Regions from separate parts of the Macaca mulatta genome. Here region 1 is linked to region 2. Evidence: chromatin contacts called from public Hi-C data. All regions are on one chromosome and are shown on one strand. Each heading gives the region's core, a stretch centred on a gene start, on an enhancer-like site or on the middle of the called end of the contact. The rest is flanking DNA. Distances are from core to core; before and after follow the strand shown. Region 1 holds the start of CFI (complement factor I). Region 2 holds the start of SEC24B (SEC24 homolog B, COPII coat complex component).

Region 1 (7,222 bases), core at 4,579-7,078, 350 kb after region 2:
CCTAGCTTCAGCTAAGTACTTTTACAATTTTGTTCTAATATAAAAATTTTCAGCCCTATTCCTAGCCAGCAGCCCTCTTTGCTGCCATTAGCAATACAGTCTCCCAACTTACAATGGTTACACTGAATAATTTGTCTACTTTACAATGGTGTGAAAGCAATAAGCATTCAGCAAAACCTGTACTTCAAATTTAAACTTTGATCTTCTCCCTGGCTAGTGATACGCATGCAATATTCTCTTATGATGCTGGGCAGCGGCAACAAATGAGACTTTCCAGTGTGCTGTGCTGCCAGATAGTTTTGCCCAACTGTAACCTAATGTAAGTGTTCCAAGCACCTTCAAGGTAGACTAGGCTAGGCTATGATGTTCAGTAGGTTACATGTATTAAATGTATTTTCTACTCAGATATGTTCAACTCATGATGGGTTTATTGGGATATAACCCCATCCTAAGTTGAGGAACATCTGTATCTCCTTACTGGGTATTTTAATTAGATGTCCTAACCTTTCACTAAAACAACTGGATGGACACCTTCTTAGATCTTGAATACCACAACTAGACTGTACATATATACTTTCTTCCCTCCATCTCTTTTATATTTTCTTTGTCTTTTTGACCATCATTCTATGATCATTTGTTAATAAGTAGGTTTTCAAGGCATGAGCAGAAATTCAAAGCATAGAGGAATTCGGTTCCATTTAACAAATATTTATTGGGCATCAATTTTATTCCAGGCACTGTACTAAGTACTTAGGATACCAAAACAAAGAAGATGTAGTTCTCACTCTTCAGGAGCTTATAGTCTAGTGTGAGTTTCTGCAGATGTTATTAGGAGTCTAGGAACGGTTACTAGGGATTCCAGAAGAGATTGGAATTTTTTTTTTTTTTTTGCATTCTTTTGAACTTCTTTCTCCATGTAATGCCAACACTTGTAGTGATGACTAGTGATCAAATAACTCTATTAGGAATTTTGCTAGAGGTCATTCACAAACATGACAGTGCTCCACACAACTATGTTCATTTCACTGAGTCCATTCTCAGCTTTTGATGGAAGGCAAGGGGTACTGTTGATGACTGGTGGGTGTTGAATTAAGAAGGAGGGATAATAGGTTGAGGGAGAGGGAGAGACAATAGGTTGACAACATCAGCCTATCCTTCCTGATTTACATTTCCTGATCTTCCCTGGCCTCCCCTTATTCACAGTCAACTGACAGCTAATGAACTCTCCTGATGTAATAGATAATCAAAGATAATATTTTAAGGAAGGAATTTTAATGCCCCATAACTCAAATGCCTCCCTGTTGCTTTGCTAATGTTGTAAACATTGCAAAACATGGTGTCACGCACGTCCATGTGAAGAGAGTCCACCAACAGGCTTTGTGTGAGCAACAAGGCTGTTTATTTCACGTGGGTGAAGTGGGCTGAGTCCAAAAAGACAGTCAGCAAAGGAAGGTAGGGGTGGGACAGTTTTATAGGACTGGGGTAAGCAGTGGAAAGTTATAGTTAAAGGTGGCTATCTATTGTCAGCAAAGGAGGGGGTCACAAGGTGCATGGTGGGGAGATCATAAGACTCATGGTCCAGAAAAAAATGTCACGAGGTCGATCAATCGATCGGGTGGGGCAGGGCAGGAACAGGTCATAATGGAATGTCTAAAGGTTGGTCAATCAGTTAAGACAGGAGCAGGCTGTTTCACTTCCTTTGTAGTTTTCAGTTGCCTCAGGCCATCTGGATGTATGCATGCAGGCTTGGCTCAGAGGCCTGACACATGGAGCTTGTAGGTTAAAAGTGAATTGCATTTGAAGATAAAATTTTTAAAAAAAATTTCTTTGTTTAGTTTATTTTATACTTTATTAGCATCTGTGTTTTACAAACATGACTTATAGTCCAATGTGGTGATTTTTGAAGATGAACTGGGAGATGGAAGATAATTCTAAATCTTAATAATTCTGATAAAGTTAGTAATGAAGAATCACAACTTATAAATGAAGCAATGGCTCCAGCAAAATTGAAAAGACACTTAACTGCAAACCATAGTAAAAGAGCAGATAATTTTATATGACCTTTGGAAACCCAGAGTAAAGAATGTATTTTTTTTAAGTGACCTTCAGTAAAAAGGTCCAGAAAGCAAGTTATTTAGCAGAGGAACTTTTTGACCCGAAAAGGAAAAAGCCCCACAATTGATGGGACCTCATAATTTCAGTATGTATAATTACAGAGAGTAAGACGCCAGCATATGATGTAATGACAAACTAAAACAGTTTCACTTTCAAAGTTTGATAAACTGATGTGATTGATGACATGTCACATAATGCTGCATAGCATCAAAAGAACCTAACAATTTCTCATCCAGGTTGATGAATCAACAGATTTCAACAACAAATGTCATAGAGTAGCATTTGTAAGATTTATAAATTATGGCAAAATTCAAGAAAATTTTTCTTCTATGAAACACTGCTGCAAAGAAGCAAAGGTAAAGATATATTTATTGTCTTGTCTTCATATTGGAAACAGAAGGTACATTTTGGAAGAACTGTGTCAGTATCTACTTACGGTATCCTATCAAGGACTGGTTTCTTTAGAGATTTCAATTCTCATTAAAATCCTGACATATTCACAACTCACTGCTTTCTTCCCAGAGAGTGCTGGTGTCAGAAAGTTTTGGAGCAAAAATGAAAAAAGTTCTAGATGATGCTATGAAGATGACTTATCAAACGCAGGGCAATTCACTTCTAAAATTTTTTTTTAAACTATGTGAAAACCTGGACAAGGCCCATGTAAATCTCCTTCCACATGCATAAATCTTATGGCTTAGCAGATCGTTTTGGGGGAAGCCAGCTGGCATGTCATGTCAGTACTCAAGCACCCTGTAAAGAGGTCCGTATGGCAAGGAACTGGCGCCTGGCAATAGGCAGCATCAGCTTGCTAGGCATGTCAGGGAGCTCCCTCAGAAAAGGATCCTCTAGCCCTAGTCAAGTCTTCAGTGGACTGCAGCCCCAGGTGATATCTTGATTGCAACCTTATGAGAGACCCTGGGTCAAAATCATCCAGCTAAGCTGCTCCTTAATTTCTGACCTACAGAAATTATGCAAAATAATGTTTATTGACACTATGGATTGGAGTGAGAGAAACTAATACAGATTCTTCTCCTTAACAGGACGCTTGACATAGAAAGTGAATCATAGAAATACATTCAAGAAAACAGTAGCCCAGATTTTACCAAATTCTTTGAAGATGAAGAATGGCTGCAGAAACTAGCATTTTTTTTTTTTTTGCATTTATATAAAGAAATGCCCAATGCTAGGTAATTTATAAAGAAAGAGGTTTAATTGGCTTATGGTTCTGGAGGCTTTACAGGAAGCAAGGTGCTGGCATCAGTTTCTGGTAAGGTCTCTAGAAGTTTACAATCATGGCGAAAGGTGATGGGGAGCCAGTATGTCACATGGCAAGAGTGGGAGCAAGAGAGAGATGGATGAAGTCACAGACTCTTAAAACAACCACATCTCAAGTGAACTGAGTGAAAACTCACTTATCACCAAAGGGATGGTGCTAAGCCACTCATGAGAATTCTGCCCCCATGATCCAATCACCTCCCACCAGGTCCCATCTACAACACTGGGAATAAAATTTCAGCATCATGAGATTTGGAAGGAACAAACATCCAAACCATATCACCTACTTAACAGACATTTTCATCACATGAACTAGTTGAACAAGGATCTTCAGGCCCTGGAGAAAATCGTTTTACTTCGAGTGACAAGATTTTTGGGTTTAAATAAAAATTGAATATTTGGAAAAGTTGTATTGCAAAAAGGGATCTTGAAATGTTTCCACTGCTGCTTGGACTTTAGAGTAAGGAAGTCTCAAGTCTTACTGAAAACCACCAGTGGGAATTGCAGAACAAAACTGAACAGTATTCTCCTTCCCCTTGAACACAACTGTATGACTAGATGAGGAACCCTTTCCTTGAATCTTCTCAGCCTGAGCACCTGACTTTGAGAAAAGAGGAAGAACTTTGTGAATGTATGACTGTAGATATAAGATGAAATTTACTTATTTGTGTTTCTTCTTCTTTTGATACAGATTCTCGCTCTGTTGCCCAGGCTGGAATGCAGTGGCGCGATCTTGGCTCACTGCAACCTCTGCCTCCCGGGTTCAAGCGATTCTCCTGCCTCAGCCTCCCAAGCAGCTAGGATTACAGACGCCCACCATCACGCCCGGCTAAGTTTTGTATTTTTAGTAGAGACAAGGTTTCACCATGTTGGCCAGGCTGGTCTTGAACTCCTGACCTCAGGTGATCCGCCTGCCTTGGCCTCCCAAAATGCTGGGATTATAGGCGTGAGTCACGGCGCCTGGCCTGATTTATGCTTCTACAAGTTTTGGATTTCTGAGAAAGAAGAGCAGCTTGACATGTTTAGGACAGTAATAAACATTTTGACATACTTTTAAACTTCTTGTTCAAGCAAGCTTTTTCTAAGTTTTAAGAGTAAAGACAGAAATCATCTCATTTCAGTTGAAAATGAAATCTGTATGTGACAATCTTAAGTTCAATTCAGAACTGAGCCAATACACAGCAAAAGACAAGCAAAGGTTTCACACTAAATAGGTAATTTTCATTTTTTGTTTCAAAAATAATACACTTACACGTATATAGGCCCATAAAAAGATCAACATTCGTTAAAATCAAATTGCATCATTTACTAAACTAAAAGAAAAAGAAAAAGTAAAGTTTCTTCTCTCACTTATTTTGTTTGTTTGTTTTGAGACCAAGTCTTGCTCTGTCGTCTGGGCTGGAGTGCAGTGGCGTGATCTCGGCTCACTGCAACCTCCGCCTCCCCGGTTCAAGCGATTCTCTTGCCTCAGCCTCCCGAGTAGCTGCGATTACAGGTGTGCGCCACCATGCCCGGCTAATTTTTGTATTTTTAGTAGAGAAGGGGTTTCACCGTATTGGCCAGGCTGGTCTCGAACTCCTGACCTCAAGTGATCCATCCGCCTCGGCCTCCCAAAGTGCTGGGATTACAGGCGTGAGCCACCGCACCCCGCCTACAAAGGTATTTTAAAATCCCCCTTACAATAACCCTCTCAGTTAGATAGGTACCAAGTTCCACCCTCTTCTAAACACGATGTCAATATCAAGGTAAGGTCTCAGAGGGTTTGGTTGTAAAAGGCTCCAGCCAAATTTAATAAATGGGAAGTGACTACCTTTATTTGTGAGAGAAGCTTTGGAGAATGTGGAGGAAGCAGATGTCAAATATAAGGGGCTTAAGACGAGAAGGAGAGGAGCCTCCAGCACAGTCCGCTTCACATCCTGTCGGTGCTCAAAACATACTTGAATGAATACCCGGTACAAAAGATAAAAATGATGGTTTGGTTTTCTATAAGACACCATAGTTTCTTTAAAATTACACAAACACATGCATTGCTTTTTTCCCTCTAATTAGTGAGACCATAGCGCAAAAGAACAAGCACAGCTGAGCGCTCAGTGGTGCGAAAATCAAAAGGTCGGGAAGAAACAAGAAACTCAGACAAACGCTTCCGCCGGCTGTGACAGGTTCTGAGGCGACCAGATCCACTGGACATAGCGCGGCTCAGATACCTCAGAGACCTGTCCACACAGTTGCTGAAGTTAGCAACAAACTATTGAGCGCTGTTGGGCACCATTTAGTCTGAGAAGCAAATGCGCCCAGCCAGTCGGCACGGACTTCAAAAACTAACCTTGTTTCTTGCAAGGTGCTGGCAGTTGTTCTGGCAGTCAGGGCGGGAACCAAACAGAAACCCACCCCGCCTCTGGAAGAGAAGGCGGATCCCTAACGCCAGCTATCTCCAAGAGCAACATTGCCGCAGCACTTCCGGGACGTCGTGCTGCGAAGGACGCAGCTATTATACGTCACTTCCACGGCGCGGCGTTAGGCAAGTTGACCTCTCTGTTGTAAATTAGTGGTTAAGGTTAGATATTATTGCCACTTTTCCAAAGCTAAAGGCTGTTTTGGAACCAGTGTCGCTGGTTCCGCGCGTGACTACCTTTTTTTTGCAAACCAGTTATTCCAGTTTCTGGTCTAAAAAACTCTGTGGCTGTACGGTAGCCGAGGAGGTTCCAGCGCGGCGGAAGTACCCAGTAGGTGGGTGTGCGCGTAAGGCCAGGGCCAGAGGGGCACGTGGCGCCGGTGAGTGACCGTAGAAGCCGGAGGATTTGAAAATGGTGGACGCGGAACCCAGCTGCCGGAGGGAGGGAGGAAGGAAGGGGATGCAGTGCGAAGACCTTGCTGTCTGAAGGGGGAGGAGGTACTAATCCTGGGGCGGCAAGGCTGGTATGTTTGGTCGGTCGGCGCTCAGGAGACCATGAGGAAGTAAACTCTTCACCCATCAGGTTGGTGGTCACTGGCTGTCTGACCGTGGGTGAGGTGACAGGGCTGCTTTTGTCCCCTTTATGGTGTTCTCACCGCGGCTCCGAGGGGTTGGAGTGTACTCAGATGCTACAGTGATCAGAAGACACGGGTCGTTTTTTTTTTTTTCACCAGGGAGGAGAGAGAATGTCTTTTCGAGGCGGAGGTCGTGGAGGCTTTAATCGAGGTGGTGGAGGTGGCGGCTTCAACCGAGGCGGCAGCAGCAACCACTTCCGAGGTGGAAGCGGCGGTGGAGGCGGCGGCAATTTCAGAGGCGGCGGCAGGGGAGGATTTGGACGAGGGGGTGGCCGCGGAGGCTTTAACAAAGGCCAAGACCAAGGACCTCCAGAACGTGTAGTGTGTATGCAGTCTTCAATATTTAGCCTATTTGAAGGAATAGGGGTGGGTTGTGGGTTTGTGTTATTAGTCCAGCAAGTTTGGGATACACAAGCCTGTGTGGAGAATGATGTAAACTGACATAATCGTACAGTAGCATGTAAGGGTGGGGTGGGGAGATCAAGAAAGCTGAGGGATACTTAAAATGCATCATGGAAGTGGAACTTCAGGGTTGACAGGAAGATATTAAATAGGTAATAGTGAGTACTTATCCCTAATTCCCCGATTTTACAGATGAGAAAACTATGATTTAGAGTTAAGTTTTTATAGCTGAAATATAAGTATAGCTGAAATACAGGCTGGGTGCCGTGGCTCACGCTTGTAATCCCAACACTTGGGAAGCTGAGACAGGAGGATCACTTGAATCCGGGAGTTAGACACCAGCCTGGACAATAAAGCAAGGACCCTGTCTGTACAGAAAAAGAAATACAAAGCCAAGTATTCT
Region 2 (7,208 bases), core at 3,145-5,644:
AGACATGGTGATGTCACAAAGCACTTTCAAGTTATAAAGCAGGTGTTTGGTATATGACAGTTCCATTCACTTTATTTCCATCAGTATATTAGGTTAGAAATTTCTCAGATGGCAGAAACTTGTGGACTATGTTTATCATATTTCCAGTGGAATAAATAGGGTTGTTCAATGTAACTAATTGTGTCAGACTACCATGCATTTTAAATTCATTTTTCTAATTTTTTTGTTTTTCCTGTGCTTATTCTGCCAACTAATAGTGACTGCTCCTCTCAAGCTACCTATATTAACAGCATTTCCTTCCCTTGTCTTGTGATTCATAGTTTCTAATCTGCCGTGGGCTAGATAAGTGTGTAACTACAGAAATTACAGCGTATCTGAAATAATAGCCAAATAGTTTATGTGACAGAGATTTCCTGTAAGCGCATGCAGTATTGTTCATGAGTTGACTATGCGGTAATTATTTGCCTAATAATCTCATCTTTTATTTTTCTTTTAGTATCTTAGTTGTGTTTTAGACCACTGAAATGTAAATGAGAGTTAAATGACATCAATATAAGTGATCAAATATTATTAAAGTCAGTAAAATTATTTATTCTCATGATAATGAGTAGTGAAACTCAAATTGGAAAGCCATAATGAAAAGAACAAAGATTCACTAAGAGCAAAAAACAAACAAGAAAAACCACAGCCAGTTTTTTTTTTAATTCAAGAAATATAAATACAAGTCAATGGGAACATATAGAAAAGTTTCTGCATACCTTTGAGAACAGACCATATCTTATTCATTTTTGTATCCCTAATACCTAGCCTATTACAAATGTAATACATCTGTAAATGGATCAGATAAAGGAGGAGAAAGAAGAAAATTGTTTCTTCATATTAGGAGAGGTACACCTCATAGAGAATGCCACTAAAAGGGAAGGAGTGATCTACAAATGCCAAATGTGATTTAAAAACTAGAGAATAAAAAGCCTGGTGGAGGAATATGGAAAGCCAGGCTACAATAAAGAATTGACATTTCTTGGCCGGGCATGGTAATCCCAGCACTTTGGGAGGCCGAGGCAGGCAGATCACCTGAGGTCAGGAGTTCAAGACTACCCTGGCCAACATGGTAAAACCCCATTATCTACTAAAAATACAACAACTAGCCAGGAGTGATGGTGTATACCTGTAGTCCCAGCTACTCAGGAGGCTGAGGCAGGAGAATCTCTTGAGCCCAGGAGGTGGAGGTTACAGAGAGCCAAGACGGTGCCACTGCACTCCAGACTGGGTGACAGTCTCAAAAAAGAAAAAAAAAAAAGAGCTGACATTTCTTGATAGGTGTTCAGTTGTCCAAGGCTCCCACTTCTGTTACACAGAATAGAGTCGTAAGTTGGGGATGACAAATAGTAACACACGTGTTATTTCACTTGCATATATGCAGCAGAGATTAATTCAATTACCCACTCTTTCTCACTGAACACAGACTTAGCCTCAGCATCTGTATCAACACTACACCTCAAAGAATCTGAGTTGACACAGGAAACATCATAATTGCCATTTGTGACACTGTGATCACAAATCCACAAAATACCACTTTCATTGGTCTGTAAAAGATTGAAGAGATGTCCTGAAAGAAAGGACCATCATCTTCCAAAGTAAGAGAATGAATCAATTCAGCTTAACTCTGCTATTCAAAAGCAGTGGTCCTCAAACTTTCCCAAGCATCAGAATTGCCTGGAGAGCTTGCTGTAGGGCCCTATCTCCAAGGCTTCTGAATCAGTAGGTCCAGGATTTGGGCCCATAAATCTGCATTTCAAAAACTCTGAGATCTACCATTATAAAGTATACTGGAACAAATTCTAAATATGAAAAACCGAAAATCTTTTGACAGCAAGATAGTAAATCATAACTAGCATAGCTTTATGAAGAAAAATGTACATTAACGCAGTATAGTTTATAGTAAAGCAATGGTCTGGAGCTAAATAAACCTCGGTTTTATCTCTGGTTCTGCTAATTATTGGTTTATGATTTTTACTAAGTTTATTTGAGCTCTATAAACATTAGTTTCTTCACAGATAAAATAAGGATAAGAAAAATATCCCGTGGAGTTATTGTTAGGAATAAATAGAAAAAAATACATACCTAAAGTTACAAGCAGAGTGCCTAGTAGATGGTTCAATCCTGTTCGTTCAATCCTTCATCCTTTTTTCACTTATAGCAGTAATGGAAATTAAAGCAAAAGAGTGAAATATTTTCATAAAGGTTGTAGGGTTTGTTGGGAGGAAAAATATCTACCTTCTAGAAGGGGTGCCATGGCAGCGACAGCTCAAGGTCCATGTGGGGTGCCTGTAACGAAAGAAAGGCAAATGAATGTATAATACTTAACGTAAGTTTTACATGGCATTGGAGCCTTCATAAGGAAATGAAGACCTGAAGAAACCTGAGCGTTTTATACTAGGTTTGATGAAAAGTAGACTCTTATGGAAAAATGTGGTAAGACAAAAAGGTGAGCTAATGGCAGTAAACTGGGGGAAACCTACCAAGGCCTACTCATTTAGATTCCTCTTGGCTCTGTCTTCACAGAAAAGATTGCTTATTTTCTCCAGGTATAGGGATGGCATCTCTCACATGAGGGTCTTAGACCTGCTTCACGGGAAGGTCAGAGTCCTCACACCTGCCATTTCTCAAATGTCATCAGCTTAAAATATTCAGTATGCTAAGGTGTTATATTTTGGGGTAGTGTGCCCTGAACACCATCATAAACGTGCTAGAAAAATTCTACAGCAAATTAGTGGACAAGGGGAAGCAGCTTAGGTATTAAAGATTGTGGAGAAGATCTATTAAAACATAGGGCTCCAATCCTCCTCTTAAGGAGTCTCCCCTTAAGAGACAGGGTTCACTTTCATCCCATATACTTCTGATTAAAATGAGCCTCTTATACCCAGGAGAATACATTCCAGGTGCAGAAAGCCAATTATCTAGTTATTCCCTTACCCACGTAATTATAGACCTTAATCCAAATTCAAAGGACTCCTGAGAGATGCTGGAATCTGTAATTGTGTAATCTCTTTGATGAAGCACAGAGTGTGATCTTTTGCTGGTGTGGGGCTAGGTTTCTGTGGAGAAGCTGGAAACGCTGTGGAAAAAAGAGCTTGACCCTTTTGTGTAGATGGACTCTAATGTAGTTGAAATTCCTAGAAGTCAAAGGTATAAATCTAACTACTAAAATCCTATTTGTAGTGCATTAAAATGCCAGTTATTAATTTACAGTAACAACTAAAGGGAAGCTTTGTATTATTCTAGGACTACAATGCAATTTATGCTTTGCATAATGATTCAGGAAATGACTTAGTGCTCCAGAAATACCATCTTGCTAGATACCATTCTGAATCCAGCGTTTCCGAGCAATCTCATCTCCGATACAGAATGATGACATACTCAGGATTCCAAGACGGCAAAATGACTTGGGTAATGTAGTCTAGGGCCTGCCAGTGAGTATGCTGAGACAGACCAGAAAGACTTAAAAGATTCCACTAATGCAGATAAAGCGAGCTGAGCCACAACTTCTCCGAACACCAACAGGATGCGCCAACACTTGACAAAAAAAAAAAAGAAGATAAAGTTTGTCTTCCAGCATTCCCTTACCCTATTTTCCCCTTCCTCTTCCCTACTTTATCAGTGGGAAAAGTTCTCAATAATGCAATTCTTACTGAGATTCTTGTGTTTATCAGAGAAATGTTTCCTCTTTCTTTATCAAGGAATTATATATTCCCAACAGACTTGGAGCTTGAATGCTTTATTTCCTTTGGAATTAAGAAAGGGGAGGTGGGGGAATCAAAAATTAAAAACCAAACCCAAGTCACTGTTTCTCTTCGAGGAAGGGTGGGTGGGTCAGTCGGATCTGGCGTTGCCTGAGCTCCGTACATTAACCCGCAGCTCTCAAGTTCGCCTCCCAGTAATGCCGGGCCCAGCCTCGCCGCGGTCGGTCGAGCCTCTGCCCAAGGTGGGAGCGGGCCACCCGGTCCCTTCACCCACTGAGGCCCAGGCCTCCCGCCTCAACACTAAGGTAGCTTGGCCGGGCCGGAGCAGCAGTCGCGGGGCCGGCACTGTGGCCGTGGAACCCCGGGCCAACCTCAGGCCTGGGCCAGCTCGGCTCCGGCCTGCAGGGGGCGCTGCGGCGGCACCGGCGCGAGGTCCGCGCGTGCGGGAAGCGACCCCAGGTGTAAGTCCCGCGGCGTGGGGCGCGTGGGGCAAGGCGAAGCGACTCAGGATCCCGGCGCCCGCGGGGGCCGCCGAGCGGCAGCGCTGGGCTTGCGGAGGAGCGTGAGCACCTGAGCCGCGGTGCCGGGTTACACCCTCAGTGACGCCAGGCGCGTTCCTTCCTCTTCCTCTCGCCTCTCCGGCCCCGCCTTCTCTTCCCTCCGCCCACCTCTCCGAAGCGGAGCCGCCGTCGCCAGCAGCGCCGTCATGTCGGCCCCCGCCGGGTCCCCTCACCCGGCCGCCAGCGCCCGGATCCCGCCCAAGTTCGGCGGAGCGGCCGCCTCAGGAGCCGCAGCGCCCGCGGGCCCGGCCCCGGCGCCGCACCAGCAGAACGGTGAGGCGGGCGGCCCGGGCGGAGCGCGGGGCCTAACACCGGCTGGGCGGCCTGCGCGGCCACATCGGGGCGGGGCTGGCCGGGAAGGGAGTCCGGGGCCAGGCCCGGCCCGAGGGAGGGGAGCGGGCGCGGTGCGGAGGCTGCGGGGTCCGCGCTGGGCGCGGGTAGGGGGCAGGGAAGGCGCGGCGCGGGGCGCGCGGGGGTTGGACGCCCCTGGCGTGGGGCCGGGGTCGGCGTGGGAAAGCTGGGGCCGGGGGTGTTTATGTAATGCGACCCTGGGCCCGAAACCGCCGGGGGCGAGTAGGGGCGACTGAAAAGCTGGGAACCCATGTAGTAAAACCCAGTTACCCAGCCTGGGCGCAGGCGAGTTGCCCCGAGCGACCCCTTGGCTGCGGGAGCGGGCCAGAAGCCGAGGCCGCAGAGTGCGTGGTCTGGGGAAGGCTGGTGCAGCCACCCAGCAGGGTGGATTGTGCCCTTCCTGCCTCAGGAAAATTGCTTCGGTTACTGAGGCCCAGCGAACACGCTGCCTTGAGGAAACTTAAGTTTGCACTCAAGTTTGTAGACAAAAGGGTGTAAATATGCTATGTAAGTGTAACTGTAACCCTGACCCAGTTCGGCCTCAAGATCTGTCATTGCCGCTGCGGCTGCTGCTCGAGCTTTTGGAGTTTGCTTGTAGTGTTTGAAAGGGAGCAGGTGTAAACGGATTTAAACGAACATCTTTAGATCTGGGTGTTTTTCCTAGCTCCACTTTCAGAGATGGAAAAACGTGCCAGAGTTGGCCCTGCTTTGAGGCAAGGCCTTCATACAGGCAGCAGCCAAATGCAACACGAAAGCCGCTTTCATATTAAGGTCGTGGGTTTTTAGTAGGCTGCAAAATGATCGTCTCTAGGATATGCATTCCCTAATGCTGAGATTTGGAATGTTCGAGGATGGGGCCAAGGGTGGGGGAATTCTCCTTATAGGCTTGATAATATGTCAGATGAGAACCTTGGAAAGTAATTGACTGAATTTAGAAAAATACCTCTGTCCTGTGTTGGTACGAGAACCAAACTACATTAGTACTCTCCAAATGATTGACCTGTTTTATCTAATTTCCTAGTGAAAATCTGCTGAACTTTATGAATTAGTTTAACCAACATCTAAGTTTTACAACTGATGCTTTTCAAATATGAAGTGTATCGTTTGTCCTGAGAAGCAGAGGTTGATTTTTTTTATAAACAAAAGTGATACTTTAGCCTCAATATTCTTTGGATCAGCCTTACCTATCAATATTACATGCTGTACTCTCAGTAGTCATTGTTTACTATAATCGCTTTTGGATATGACCAGGGTTATTGGTGGTGTACACCTGAACAAATGTAAAAATATTATTTGTGAGCAGTGTTTGTTGTTGTAACCTTAATATAAGTTCTTGTTTTTGTTTGTTTTTAAACTATCTTTATGAGGGAACTAGAAGACGATAATTTAGTAAAAGAGCCCAAGTCTTTTAGAACATTGTAGACTCATGTTTACCAGTGATTCAAGGATTGTGTCTTTCCTTGATTTTTTGAATATGCATTATCATCTTAGTGAACAGTTTTTAAAGTGGCAAATGTTTATTTCAACCTTATAAATTTTGTGAACACTCAAGAATGCCAGGATATGTACTCAGCCAAGTGTAATCAGGATGTTAAAATCTGTAAGAACAAATCAATGTTTGGATGCCAAATACAGATGATGCTTGAGTTCTCCTGTTTATAATCACTACTTTCCTTTAATGTTGCAATAATCATTTCAACATTTTTTGCGTGCTTACCAGTTGGGTACTCAAGGTTAGGGTAGTAGATGAGACAGAGTCCCTGCCTCTCTCCTAACTTGCCCTGTATTTGATAATGTTTGAATTGGTTCTGGCTAGCCTTGAGGGACTGGACAGGTTGGGGTGGGAGGGAAAGGTTGTCGGTAGCGGAGGTTACAGCATGAACTAAAGTTTGGAAATATGAAAGTGCAGGGCAGGCTTGTAAAGTGAAAGGAGTCAAGAGGTGTAGAGGGTGCTCGGTGGCATGGGAAGCCAAGGCATTGAAGCTGAAAGGAACAGGTTAAAAGGGGCCATGTTGCAGAAAGGCCTTAAATGTTATGCTAGGAAATTTGAAAGTTATGGTAAAGTATAAGAACTAGGGTCAGGTAGAGACAAGGTCTCCCTGTATTGCCCAGGCTGGTCTGCTGGGCTCAAGTGATCCTCACACCTCATCCTCCAGAAGGATTTTTGTTTTTGTGGAAGGGATTAGTATAAGTAGAGAAATCAGATTAAATCTCTTTTTGTTTTGTTTGCTGATCTCAAAAAAAAAAAAAAGTTTGCTACATGGTATCAGCATCTAGTAAGCAGTCACTTGGGTTTCTCATTTATTTTTCAGCCCTACATAAAGTAGTTAGCCTTTTAATATAGCTCTGTGGAATTCCAGACATGGTGAAAAAGAAATAGGTCAGAAATATGAGCATAAAACAGACAGAATTGCAAAACTGGAATGGTACCCAGAGATGACTTACTTCAGTGTTGTGGTGTAATATGAAATACATTTGACCTTTGTCCTGGGTTCCTGAAACAGCTCCTAAAACTCTTGTAATTTCCTGAGTGATAGGAGTGTCGCTTGTTACT

What was found. A called contact is a pair of places that touch in the nucleus more often than the background predicts.
Region 1: a contact with region 2 is called in a Hi-C map of fetal cortical plate, with 5 times the contacts expected there. The contact joins the promoter of CFI here to the promoter of SEC24B in region 2. A contact is called at or near these places in 7 of 14 Hi-C or Micro-C datasets (CD4 T cells, blood, cortical neurons and 4 more).

Annotation. Positions count from the first base shown.
Region 1 is chr5:119,112,759-119,119,980 of T2T-MMU8v2.0, forward strand. It overlaps CFI (complement factor I), which reads right to left and starts at 5,829. Exons shown (of 13, transcript XM_078002083.1): 1 at 5,714-5,829. It overlaps GAR1 (GAR1 ribonucleoprotein), which reads left to right and starts at 5,888. Exons shown (of 7, transcript XM_015139029.3): 1 at 5,888-6,117; 2 at 6,517-6,742. The coding sequence starts at 6,529.
Region 2 is chr5:118,761,966-118,769,173 of T2T-MMU8v2.0, forward strand. SEC24B (SEC24 homolog B, COPII coat complex component) reads left to right here and starts at 4,395. Exons shown (of 23, transcript XM_015139012.3): 1 at 4,395-4,576. The coding sequence starts at 4,450. It overlaps LOC144340823 (a long non-coding RNA gene), which reads right to left and starts at 4,367. Exons shown (of 2, transcript XR_013417267.1): 1 at 2,125-4,367; 2 at 685-1,347.